Linked DNA regions of Mus musculus: regions 1 and 2 are each linked to region 3. A link is a contact called in public Hi-C and HiChIP or PLAC-seq data. All regions are on one chromosome and are shown on one strand. The core of a region is the stretch at or near the end of the contact, and the rest is flanking DNA. Distances in the headings are between cores, read along the strand shown. Region 1 has its middle 14 kb from the start of Gm39933. Region 2 has its middle 23 kb from the start of Gm39933. Region 3 holds the start of Pdyn (prodynorphin).

Region 1 (3,963 bases), core at 1,264-3,763, 210 kb after region 3:
CCGGCACTGACAAGAGATGTGAACTAGGACTGTGCAGCTTCGGGTCGATTCAATCTGGAATTGGCAGAGCCCAGGAAGAGTCGCTGCCCCATCAAGACTTTTTGTCGTTAGTAGGATTATGATAAAGCCGGGAGCCTTCCCAGGAACAGTAAACAGAATATCAAACCCGGCGCGTGCTCGACCCTGCGGGCCGCGGACCTTGCCTCTTTCGGCGCCACTCTAGCATCACCATGGCAACCCCAGGACTAAGCCAAGTTTCTCTGCCTCTTTAAGAGAACAGACTGCTACCCAAGAGCGCCTTCCCGCGCCTGTAGGGAGCTTGTATCACCATGGCAACTCAAAGGCATCTCAGCCGGCTTTACTGACCCTTCGAGGGTCCTGGTCATGGCCCCACCTCTTCCGGCTCCTCACGCATCCTTCACCATGGCAACTGAGGCTTGGGTTCACCATAGCTTGCTGAGGAGGGAGGGATGTGCGAAAGGCTGCGGGTGTGGGGAAATACTTGCGTCCAGGAGAGGGGTGAAGGAGGTGTTAGTGGCTGGCGCGTTTCCTCCCCTGGTTAGGGTGGCTCACGCAGGTGGCGATGGCTTCAGCTTCGGTGTGCGGAGGGCATAGAACATGAGTGCATCTCGCGAAGGGCAGAGAGCAGTAGCTCAAAAGCACAGCATTCTGCCCTGGGTTCTGGGCTGCAATCCTGGCTCCTTGAGATCAACATTAGATCTCTATGGTATTCCGAGTCCACTCACTCTCAGTCTGTTTTTGTTCCCCTGCTCTTGGCAACCTAGTGTGTGATTAAGGGTATGGTCTCTGGGCTCAGGCTTTATCCGAAAGAAACGACAATGATAGTAATATCTTAAGGCTACTTTGAGTATTAAGCAAGGAAATGGGACAGAGTATATACTTCCTGGGCTTAGTTTCTGGTGCATGACTCAGTAAATGTTTGTTGCTTCTAGATTCCTGTAAACAAGTCACTTAGCCCCTCTGCACTTAAAGTTAACCTTGCCTCTTTGAAAAATAAGGCCAATAGTACCTCTAACACAATTAGGACAGTATTATAAAGTCCCCAGAACAACAGTAGGCACGCAGTAAATGCTATTTAAGTTCTGCATTATTACACTTTGTGCTGGTTAGTTTATGTCGAGTTGACACAAGCTAGAGTCACTGGAAAGGGGGGAACTTCAATTAAGAAAATGCCTCCATAAGATCCCGCTGTAAGGCATTTTCTTGGTGGTTTTTGGAGGAGGCTCCAGCCCATGGTGAGTAGGTAGCTACCATCCCTGGCCAGGTGGTCCTGGATTCTATATAGATCACAGGGCCCCCAATGGAGGAGCTAGAGAAAGTACCCAAGGAGCTGAAGGGATCTGCAATCCTATAGGTGGAACAACAATATGAACTAACCAATACCCCCCCCCCCCAGTTCGTGTCTCTAGCTGCATATGAATCAGAAGATGGCCTAGTCAGCCATCAGTGGAAAGAGAGGCCCATTGGTCGTGCAAACTTTATATGCCTCAGTACAGGGGAATGCCAGGGCCAAGAAGTGGGAGTGGGTGGGGGAGCGTGGGTGGGACTTTTGGGATAGCATTGGAAATGTAAATAAAATAAATACCCAATTAAAAAAAAAAAAGAAACCAGGTCCACAGATTCCCCCAGAGCTCGTAGGGACTGGACCACCAACAAAATAGTACACATGGAAGGACCCATGGCTCTGGCCGCATATGTAGCAGAGGATGGCCTTGTTAGACATCAGTGGGAGGAATGGCCCTTGGGCTTGAGGGGGATCGATGCCCCAGTGTAGGGGAATGCAGGGCAGGAAGGCAGGAGTGGGTAGATGGGTGAAGGAACACTCTCATAGAGGCAGGGGGAGGGGGATGGGATGGGGGATTCCGGAGGGGAGACCTGGAAAAGGGATAACATTTGAAATGTAAATAAAGAAAATATCGAAAGAAAGAAAGAAAGAAAGAAAGAAAGAAAGAAAGAAAGAAAGAAAGGAAGGAAGAAAGAAAGGAAGAAAGAAAGAAAGTAAGGAAGGAGGAAGAGGAGGGAGGGAGGGAGGAAGGAAGGAAGGAAGGAAGGAAGGAAGGAAGGAAGGAAGGAAACAAACCAGGCAGACCACTCTATGAAGAGCAAGTCAGTAAACAGCACTCCTCCGCAGTCTATGCATCAGCTCCTGCCTGTTTTAATTCCTAGGTTAACTTCCTTCAGTGAGGGACTGTGGATGTGGAAACAGAAGCCAAAGAAACCCTTGCCTCCCCCAACTTGCTTTTGGTCACGGTGTCACATCTCACCAACAGAAAGCCTAACCAGGACACCCAGCAAATTGATATCACTGTTGCTTGCCTCGTAAAGCTGGAAAGAACTGCTTTTTATTCCTGCCTCCACCAGAACTTTCAGCCCCTTACCGGCATTTGCTTACATTTCTTCTCAGAATTTTTGACTTTTACACAGCTGAAAGAGGCCATATAATGCCCTTAAAAATGTCTGGGCTGTGAGTCAGGTGGACTTTGTGCAGCTGGTTCTTTGTGTGAAGTTGAATAGGTTCTACTGGTTCCGCACCCATCCTTAGGGTTCTCTGTACGAAGGGTATTAGCTGCGTTTAGCCTCTACTGTCAAGGCAGTGTATTCAGTAAAAATGATCTCTTCATCAGGAACAGCAGGAACAAGTGATGGCTGCTGAGACCGTGACAGGCGCTGGTGCCGTGCGTGCGTGCGTGCGAGCCTGAGATTGGAGAGGAAGTTTCCTGACGTGCACTTTAATCTCTAGTCAATAAAACGCCAGTGTGCTTGAGGGTACAGCGAAACCGTTTCCACCACAAATAAAAAACAAGGAACTCCAGCTTTATCCTTTAAAGCCTTCTTCTAGCCCAGCTGGCAGCTAATCTAAAACTCACTGTTGCCGAAATCTGACCTGGGTGGGATTACCCAGCCGTGAACTTCCTGGATTTCCCCCTTTCCTTAACTGGATCAAGAACATCTGGATTTGTGCTTCAGGAGGCCTTCCCTCACTTGAGAGCGAAATCTCTATTTATCCTAAGATTAATCTACTAGGTTAAAGGATTACTAATAGTTTCCCGGAGGTGTGTGACATTGTGGCATGCGACTTGTGGTGTGACCTGAGAAAAATATCTGAGTTAGATTTTCTTCATCTCTAAAACAAACAAAAAACCCCACAAGCCTGTTGTAATGATGAAGTGAGATACTGCTGTTGAAGGATTCATAATTACCTGTTACATAACAGGTACCCACAAAATAACAACCCCCTTTTTAACTATGGATGTAGAAAAATAAACCCTTGCCTTAAAAAGCAAAACAAAACAGCAATGTACTGTCACCATGACTATTGCATTAATAGCTCACAAAAGACAGTAGTCTTTTTCGTGGTCTTTTTAATGTCTGCCATATCATATCGGCTTAGGAAATGTTAAAGGAAAGAGAAAACCCAGCCAAGAAGTCCTCATAATAGTGAATTTCACATGGCAGCTAACAGTTACTGAACATTGTCTCAGAAACTGTGTTAAGATCAGTTACCTCCTTTCCTTCTCAAGTTCAATGACCTTGTCTAGCCCTCTTCCTCTTCCTCCCCGTCCTCTGGCTTTCTGAACTCGGGATTACACCTGCCCTGTGCCTCACACATGCTAACAAGTGCTCTACTAGTAAGCTACACTTCAGGGCTGGTTTACTTTGTGTTTTGAGACCGTGTTTTACTAAGTTGTTCTGGCAGCCCTTGAACTTGCAATTCTGTTTGAGCCTACTGGGTAGCTAGAACTGCAGTTCTATACTACCAGACGCGGCTTGTGTCTGGCTTTCTGATTTGATGCTTCAGGAATCGTCGTTGAGTCACATAATCTTAAAGAGTCCAGAAGCCGAAACTCATGCCTCCTGCAGCTTTCCAGATGGTGTGTTTGCCGTGTGCCTAGCGAAAGGAAAAGCATCTTGATTGCTCCCAAGTTTTGGCAATTATGGGTA
Region 2 (4,428 bases), core at 1,681-4,180, 170 kb after region 3:
CTCCTTACCTGTATCGCGCTCTTCCCTTCTCTAGAGCCCCCCCATCTATGGTCCCTTTTTACTTTCCTGGTGTTTGTGCTTCCTCAAGACTGTGTACTCACGTCCAAAGATTTGGAGGTAGGATCCACGAATAAGAGAGAATGCGTGGCATTTGTCTTTCTGGGTCTGCGTTACTGCCCTCAATATGATCTGTTCTCGTTCCATCCATTGGCCAGTAAATGTCATGATTTCATTTCTCTGTGCCGACTAATGCGCCGTGCTGTCCACGGACTGCCTTCTCGTTATTCACTCTTCCTCTGAAGGGCATGAAGATTGTTTTCATTTCCTGGCTATTGTGAATGGAGCAGCAGTGGCTGAGCCAGTGTCTGTGGACTGGGATGTCAGGTCCTCTGTGGACTGGGATGTCAGGTCCTCTGGGCTTATTGCCGAGAAGTGTCATAGCTGGGATGTATGGTAGACTTTATTTTTAGCCTTTTGAGCCTTCTCCACACTGATTCCCAGCATGGCTGCACCTGTTGGCCGTCTCGCCATCAGTGAATGGGGCTTCCCTCCTCTCAGCACCTTTGCCTGCATTTGTTCTTTGCCACTTTTTTTTTTAATCTAGCCATTCTAGGGCAAGATGAAATCTCAAAGTGGTTTTAGTTTGCATTCCTCTAATTGCTAAGAATGATGAACATTTTTTGGAGATATTTCTTAGACGTTTTTATTTTGTTTTTTGAGAACTCTGTTCCAATGCATAGCCCACCCCCACTCCCCCACCCTCCCAATTGGGCCATTTGTTTCCTTGCCTCTGCTTTTGAGTTCTTATATGTTCTGATCATTAATGCATAGATGTGGTGTGCCGGATGTATACCTGGCAGAGATTCTCTTCCACTCTGTGGTCTTCCCCTTCTCTCAGTCGATTGTTTCCTTGGCCACACAGAAGCTTTTGAGTTTTAAGCGTCCCCATTTGTTAGTCATTGGCCTTAATTTCTGGGCAAATAGAGTCGTGCTCAGCAAGCCCCTTCCCACACATATGTCCTGTAGGTTCTGTCTGTAATCTTCCAGGGTTCAGGCTTCACAGTGAGGCCTTTTGTTCATTTGGCCTGAATTTGTCTACTGAGTCATAGGTGTGTTTCTAAATTCAGTCTTTTATGTATGGAGATGCGGTTGTCCCAGGTCCACTGTTTGAAGATGTTCCCCACCCCCACCCCCACCCCCACTGTGTGCTTTTTGCCATCTTTGTCAAATACCAGATGGCTGTAGTTACATGTACTCGGGTTGGGTCTTCTGTTTTGTCCCGCTGATCTCCAAGTCTTTTTCTGCCAGTACCGTGCTGCTTTGATGACTGTAGCTCTGTAATAAATCTAGAATGCCAACCTCCCCAGCATTGGTCCCCCTCCCCGAAAAGCTGAAGACTGCTTTGGCAATGTGGGGTCTTTTGTGGTTCCATATGAATTTTTTTTCTTTCTGTTTTTGCAAAGAATGACATAGGGATTTGGTTGCATTTAATCTGCAAATGGCTTTTGGTACTATGGTCATTTTCATAATAGGAATTCTACCAATCCATGAGTACAGGAGGTCTTTGCATCTTAACATGTCGTCCTCAATCTGTTCTTTCAGAAATGTAAAGTTTTCCATTGTAGAGATCTCTCACCTTCTTGGTTAGGTTTATTCCAGGTATGGGATGATTTGTGTTGGGGGTGGGAGGCATTTAACTTTCCTGGGCTGTGTGCCACAGGTTGGATACACACGTTCTACACAAAGCAATGTTTCTTTCATGTACACTCAATCATAGGCTCAGATTTTCTCCCGCACATTTGCAAGCACCCAGGCACACACACTCTATCCATGGCTTGCCTATTTACATCCGCCTTAGACTGCCTGGCACTCAGAACCAGGGATGCTGCCGCCCTCTCCTGGAAAGATTTGGGAAGTGCACCCGGGGTCTTGCCAGGAAGTGCTTGGTTGCAAACCTCATTCTAATCTTAATTCACCTTTACAGGTGTGGATGATTTCTGCTCACTGTGTCCCCCAAGGCCCCTTCAAGGGGTCTCTACCATTTCCAAGATTCCTTTCCTGACTGTGACATTTGGTTCTGGCCCTGGACATCAGGGGGGGGGGGGAGTTCTAGCCAGATTTGGAAAAGGAAGGAGGGAAGAATTGGTAAATTGACTTAGGCAAGTAAGATAATTTGGCTCTTTACCTCTCCAAGACTGAGTTTCAGAATTATCAGCGAGGTTTGGCAGAATTTCTGTGCAAGTGTTATTCTTATAGTCACAGGTTCTGAATAAGATGTGAAAGGCACTGGCTGTCAGAACGACCTCGAATTTTTTCCCCTCCAGTTCACACGGAGCCACTGAGAATGTCTGGGCAAGACAGGAACAGAAGAGCCTTGTTTTGGAAAGATTAACTGGACCGTGCACATTGTTCATTCGTTTGTGTAACAAGCAGTGCTTTTTAAAAATATCTTGGCCAGGCTGTGGAATGCAGTAGTGACCGGATGGAGGTGCTATTAGCTTCCATGTAACTCCGAGCCTAGGAGCAATGGCGGGGGTGGGGTGTGTGTGGGAGACCCAGATAGGGCATCACTTCAGTCCTAGGTGAGCCCTTGGTGATATGAGGTTCACAAAAGAGCCCCAGCTCTTGCCCGGATAAGCCCTGTGGGGGAGCAGAAGTGAATCAGCTCAGCTGTGGTTTAAGTATAGATCTCAGAGCAGGACAGTGCCTGGTGCTCCCTGACTTCCCGCTCCATAAAATGAGAAAACAGCCTGGCCCATTTAGGAGCTGCATCTGTTGATTTTCCTTTTCCAGACCCAATCAAATAACATGCAAATAGATGCAAGAGGTCCTAAGTCAGGGTACAGCAAACGAGCACAGCATGGCCTGCCTGCTGCAATTACAGTCAACAGCATCTAGGATGTGACCAACATGAGTGATGATTTGCTGTCGGTTGCATAATCACCGAGGGACCAGATGAGGAGACTCAGAAACCTCAACAAGCTGTCTGGGGAGGTGCACTCCCGAGCAGGTGTCTGCTGCACAGGCTCGCTGCATTCAGGAAGCAACACAAAGATGAGGCCGGACTTCTTCCTCAGGCAGGGATGGAGTATCCAGTCATTCTCTGAAGATGTGTATAATAGGTTTGATGTTTCGGGGCTTGGTCCTCCCCGAGGCCACTGGGTAGCTGTGCAAGTTCCAACTAGCCACTTCTCAGTTGTTTTGTCCCCCACCCCCGGCCTCCACAGAGTCCAGAGACAAGGAAGGACAGAAGCCATGAAAGTGTCCTGGGTTGGACTCCTCAGAAGTTGACCTTGAGACAAGGATTCCTGTGAAAGTGACTCAGACGGAATCATTCTCTGGGACAGTGACTTAAGCTGAACCATCCCCGAGAAGTGGAGGGTAGGTGGTTAGAAGTGAAGGAGGGGACCAAGCATGGTGTGCCACTTCCAAATCCTACTTTGGATCTGCTCTGCCAAGGGTCATGCCTTAAAGCCATCACATTTATAGGGCTAGGGCATGGGGGAATAAGACCCCTGTTCACCTCAGTGACTGATGGCAATAAACTGTCTCCCAGGTATGCTTCCCACACACGGGCAAAGCTGGGGCCATCAGGAGATGCATTCTGATTGACTGCATTGAGAGCATTTTGGCAGCTGCTGTGTGCTCTGCACACCATGGCACACAAAGGGTTGTCACTCCCAGAGGGCAAGTGCTTTCCAAGCTGTGAAAAGCTGCACTTGTGTTGGGAGACTCACCTCGCTTCATGAGTCTGTTTCTTCCTGGGAAAGAGATTGCATCAACACACTGGGGTTGGCATGAAGACAGAGCTACTGAGAGCTGCATGTCTTCTGTGGTTCCTGTCTGTTGTACAAGTCTGAATCTGTGCCTACCTGAATGTCCCTGGGTCCCCGTGTCTGTGTGTGTTCATGTGTGTGTGTGTCTGTACTGGCTAGTTTTGTGTCAACTTGACACAGCTGGAGTTATCACAGCGAAAGGAGCTTCAGTCGAGGAAATGCCTCCATGAGATCCAACTGTAAGGCATTTTCTCAATTAGTGATCAAGGGTGAAAGACCCCTTGTGGGTGGGACCATCTCTGGGCTGGTAGTCTTGGGTTCTATAAGAGAGCAGGCTGAGCAAGCCAGTAAGGAACATCCCTCCATGGCCTCTGCATCAGCTCCTGCTTCCTGACCTGCTTGAGTTCCTGTCCTGACTTTCTTGGTGATGAACAGCAGTATGGAAGTGTAAGCCGAATAAACCCATTCCTCCCCAACTTGCTTCTTGGTCATGATGTTTGTGCAGGAATAGAAACCCTGACTAAGACAGTGTCTAACAAAGGGCTTCTGCCCTGTATATATTGAACAGCACAGAAAGCATCACACGGGGAAGAAGTGGGATACTTTATACAAATCTTCAACCGAGTTTTACAAAGAGTTAAGTCGCTGATTC
Region 3 (4,282 bases), core at 554-3,053:
TACATGGAAAATTCTTGAGGTAAAGCTCCGGAAGTCCTGAGAGTTATCACACCCTTCCACGTGTCTTCTCAAACAGCCCTGACCCAACCGCTTGAGTAGCCTACGGTGTCAAAACAGTGGATCCTACCACACAGCATCCGTGGACCCATTGTGACACCGCACTCCCATCTGCCAGCTACTCCTGGAGACAAGAGGAGTCACCTGCCACCCATCACACTTAGCACAATGAGGACAAAGCAGTGGGCTCAGGATTATGCCAATACACACGCACACACATGCACACACAACACACATAACTCACCCTGCTGGGGCTGCTTCAAGAGCTCCCCCACGCAGATCTCAAAGCCTGGGGATGAATGACCTGTAAAAACAGAACAAAAGATAAAGTGGGGTGGTATGGGAGCACTGGTGAGGTGAGCAGAGGAGGAGGGTGAGCAGAGCGTAGGCATGAAACCCCCATGACTAGGAACAGAAAAGGACTGACATTCTGAGAGGTTTTGCAACAGATCTTGACAGCAACGCCTGTCAGGTTAGAAAGATATCAGTGTGTATTTCACCAACCCTTGGCAGAAGGGTGATAATGAAGGTTTGCTCTCTGTGGGAGGGTACTCGAAACCAGATCCAATAACCTAAAGAGCTCGGAGGCTTTATTAAGGGATACTTGTAAATCTTGAGAGGTTCTCAGAAAACACACACACACACAGGGAAAAGTGACAAGACACAGAATTTACTGTTCAATCATGGAGGTGACTACAGTCGCCGTCTCTGAAGCTCGCCAGCTTTTTGCTGATGTCAAACTTTGGGGTTCTACAGCACTTTCTTTAAACATGAGCATTGCTATCAGAGAGCGGGTGACTTTCCTCAAAAGAGCCTCCACCAGCCTAACTTAGCTGCCTCCAGCGGTAGCGTGACTGTGATTTACAGGAAAGCAACAAGTCCTTTCACAGTGAAATTGACATGGGAAGTCCCCCTCAGACTGGGTATCCAGCCGAGCTCTTGCTTTCCTTTCTAGTTCCCTTTCAACCAAACAACCCCAGACTTCATTCTGAGTGAAATCAAAGGAAGCCACTCAAATCAGCACCTTGTCAGAGATTAAACGTGATTCAAAAAGAGTGAAAAAGGACGGCACTTATTTATGCATTGATGGTGCAGATCGGTACTTGGCAAATGCCGAGTCCTGAACCTCATTAACGTTCCCAACCTGTGTAAGCTAAGTCCAGTGAGAACGTTGACCTTTAAGATCATGCTAATTAGTGAAACCTCTCAGTTTTCCACTCAGGCTACCACCTTCTCCTCAGATCCTGAAAACTAGTGTGGGGACTGCTGTGTGGCAGAGGCGAAGCCCCGCTAGCACCTGTGGGCGCCAGGACTGTTCAGGGCATGGTTTCCAGAGGACAGGCAGCTCTTTGGACTCTCTGAGCTTCTGTAAGCTCACCTTGAAACTATGATTTCCCTGTGCTGAGTAACCAGACCCAAACCTAACTTCCCCCGTCCAAGCTCCCACCGGCGCCCCTGCATAGCACCAGGAGCACATGCATAAAGCCAGAGAGCCTGAGCGCCCTGCGGATCTTACCTGCTTACTGCTTTGTCCCTGGCAGGCTTCTGGCTGATCAGGTGGTAGGGTGGCCGATCCAAGATTCAGAAGGTACCCTGACTCTAGCTCAGAGAAGTGCCACAGAGGAAGCGACGAGGGCTACCAAATCCCCCTATGGCAGTTCTGGAGCCTTATTCCCCTTTTATAGATGAGAGTCTCCCCCTGTCGCTCAGCCCTCTCAGCGCTCGCTCACAGAGCACAGGCTGCCAGGAGCCAATGGGGGAGTGGCAGAGCAGTCAACGCTCAGACCCCCGGGTCCTTCCACTCAACTCCCTGGGCCCGAGTGAGACACAATAGCTGCTCCTGGTGATGTGGGTGTGGAGGAGGATGCTTTCGCGAAGCCCGGGGGTGGATTCTGGTGTAGCGCTGTTTGTCACTTTCAATGCGGCCACTTTTCAGCATCTCCAGGAGAGTGTCACAGGAAAACAGAGACAAAGGTGGGGGAAAGGCAGAGATAGGAGGAGACAGAGAGAGGCGCAGAGAGTCCAATAGAAAGGCAAAAAAAAGTTGAGAATCAGAGAATGGAAACAGAGAGAGGCATGTCTGAAGCACAAGGAAGCCTAGGCAAAGTAAGAGGAAAAGAGAAAGAGCCACAGCCACAGAGGCTATCAAAGATCAGGAGAAAAAGAGGAACAGGGGGTCGGAGGAGGAGGAATGCAAGAAACAAAGGCTGTCTCAAAATATAGGGAACCAAAGGATATGCTGAAGTGTTCAAAGCAGAGGTCTTGGTTATAGAAGAGGAACATTCAGCTCCATGTTGGCAGGGACACACACACACACACACACACACACACACACACACACACACACTAGCATGCATATGAGTGTACATTTGCCTGAGAGTGCCAGGTGACTTGGGCACCTGTCTGAGTTGATGCCAGACACTGCCTTTCCTCAACCAGAGGCTGCCGTTCAATATTCAGTTTTCTCTGGCAGCCCCTGGTTCTCACAAACAAGGATGGCTGCAAACACCTCCCAGAATACCCATGTCTCTGAGTTTGGAAGGAAACATGCTTGTCTCTGTAGTCAGCTGCAGAGATGTTCACCTTGTGGGGGGGGGGGGATAGCAGAGGCTGGCTGGGCAGTCCGTGTCATGAACACCTGGGTTGCACCAGGCAGTGAGCAAAGACATCAACTTTAATCCTCACATTCTGGCCAGGCGCAGAGGCAGAGGCTGGAGAGCTTAGAAACTGGACACAGAACACAGCAAGTCATCACCCAGACCTAGATGGATCTGGTCCTTCCCATCATCTACTGGACAAACGCCCACTCTGAGGACTTGGTTCTACAGTGTCTGTGACTTGATCTGTTTACCTGAACAAGGTCGATGACAGCTACAGCTAGTAGTAACATTGGATGTGTCAGCTTGGTCTCTGCCTCTGCCACCCATCTGTGCAGAGCCCTAAGTCAAGTGAGTGGGTTCAGCCTCAATCTGCTTATCTGTAGAATGGGGGAAAGAACCCCACTGGGATCTTGGCATAGTGAAAGGAGGAAATGCCAAAAGCAATTGCCATAGCTGGCATGTGGCCAGGACTTCCCTACAGCTGTCCTCCAGGTAATGGTGATTACGTCATCAGGCTCTGATGTACCAGCCACACTTTGTACTTCTCTGGGGCATCATCCTCTTCCTGCCGCTGGATCATTGCGTGCTCTCATACAACTAGGGTGACAGACAGGGCTATTTGGTGAGTACCTGGTTCATCACAGACGTTGTCACTTGTTTCACCATATCCTCCCCTTAGACAAGCAATGCTGTGGAGAGTTTGTCAGCCTGCAGCTTTGCATGATTAAGCTGTGGAGTGTGGTGTAGTACCAGCCAAGCAGGGAGAGTGGAACTTTCCATGTCCCTCTGGCCTTGACTCCAGGCCCCCGGCCCTCTCTCATCTCTACCCTAAGCTTTCCTTCTGCAGGATTCCCAGCCCAAGGTGAATGCTTGCTGGTGTTGTACGGCATTTGGTGGCTGTGTCTCAGGCTGTCTGCCTACTTGCTGAGTCGGAGCTCCTGAGCATCTCCCTAGTCACTGTTACCCAGGGCTCTCACAACCTGAGAGTGAACTGTGTCTTCATCCTCAAGGTCCCAGGCTCATGCCATTCACTCCCATTTTCCTTAATTCCCTTGTCTTTTAAGTTCTACCTCCATAAGCTCTTGCCAATAACCTTGGAATAGATGGATTCTGTAAGAGACAAGGTGGAGTCACTCCTGTAGCTGCTGGAAGTCAGCAGGCAATAGGGAGAGAAGTAAAAATACGACATCATGAGAAGAGTGCAGTGAGGCAGAGATGCTTGGTGTTGAGTAGCCTTCACCTGAGTCTAATGGAGCCTCAAAAGCAAATACTTCAGGCATTTATTTTTCCTCTCTATTTGCAATGTCCTCTAAACACACATGTGTGCTTGTGCAGCACACACACACACATGCACTCACAGAAATGTTGTATACACAAAAATAATTGCTGCCCACACATGCAGGAAAAGGCTAGAAAAAGACTCTTCATATCCCTGGAAAACCCTAACACAAAGTTTCTCCCTCCCTTAGGCTAAGACACCTCTCCTACTTGGGGTCCTAATGCAGGTCTCTGAGCACCATCAAATGACAATAGGAAGCGGGGCTCACTGGACTGCCCTGTGTGCTTAGCATATCCATCGCAACTGACGGGTACCTCATTTAGATGCACAGATGTCCAAGTTATCC

What was found. A called contact is a pair of places that touch in the nucleus more often than the background predicts. HiChIP or PLAC-seq counts read pairs in DNA pulled down with a chosen protein or histone mark.
Region 1: a Hi-C map of nephron progenitors shows a contact between it and region 3, with 4 times the contacts expected there. The contact joins the enhancer-like site here to the promoter of Pdyn in region 3. A contact is called at or near these places in 5 of 39 promoter capture datasets (the 3T3-L1 cell line, the C10 cell line, embryonic stem cells and 2 more), 2 of 484 Hi-C or Micro-C datasets (the HPC-7 cell line and nephron progenitors), 2 of 115 datasets of contacts at active chromatin or transcription factors (both in embryonic stem cells) and 2 of 9 other capture datasets (adipose tissue and liver).
Region 2: an H3K27ac HiChIP or PLAC-seq map of SST interneurons shows a contact between it and region 3, with 6 times the contacts expected there. The contact joins the enhancer-like site here to the promoter of Pdyn in region 3. A contact is called at or near these places in 14 of 39 promoter capture datasets (the 3T3-L1 cell line, 3T3-L1-derived adipocytes, the C10 cell line and 6 more), 1 of 15 datasets of contacts at CTCF or cohesin (stem cell-derived epiblast-like cells), 29 of 484 Hi-C or Micro-C datasets (the CH12 cell line, ECoMG myeloid progenitors, the G1E-ER4 cell line and 21 more), 18 of 115 datasets of contacts at active chromatin or transcription factors (SST interneurons, acute myeloid leukemia, craniofacial prominence and 6 more) and 5 of 9 other capture datasets (adipose tissue, embryonic stem cells, liver and 2 more).

The regions. Positions count from the first base shown.
Region 1 is chr2:129,908,893-129,912,855 of GRCm38.p6, forward strand. No RefSeq gene overlaps it. Among named protein-coding and RNA genes, the nearest start is that of Gm39933, 14 kb to the left of the region's middle. Within about 2 kb of position 2,514, at least 13 of the 459 cell types and tissues checked have an H3K27ac peak or open chromatin away from gene starts, as enhancers often do. A contact at or near this core is called in nephron progenitors, where this site is marked.
Region 2 is chr2:129,871,826-129,876,253 of GRCm38.p6, forward strand. No RefSeq gene overlaps it. Among named protein-coding and RNA genes, the nearest start is that of Gm39933, 23 kb to the right of the region's middle. Within about 2 kb of position 2,931, at least 21 of the 459 cell types and tissues checked have an H3K27ac peak or open chromatin away from gene starts, as enhancers often do. A contact at or near this core is called in SST interneurons, hippocampal neurons and pancreatic islet, where this site is marked.
Region 3 is chr2:129,698,135-129,702,416 of GRCm38.p6, forward strand. It overlaps Pdyn (prodynorphin), which reads right to left and starts at 1,804. Exons shown (of 4, transcript NM_018863.4): 1 at 1,574-1,804; 2 at 302-361.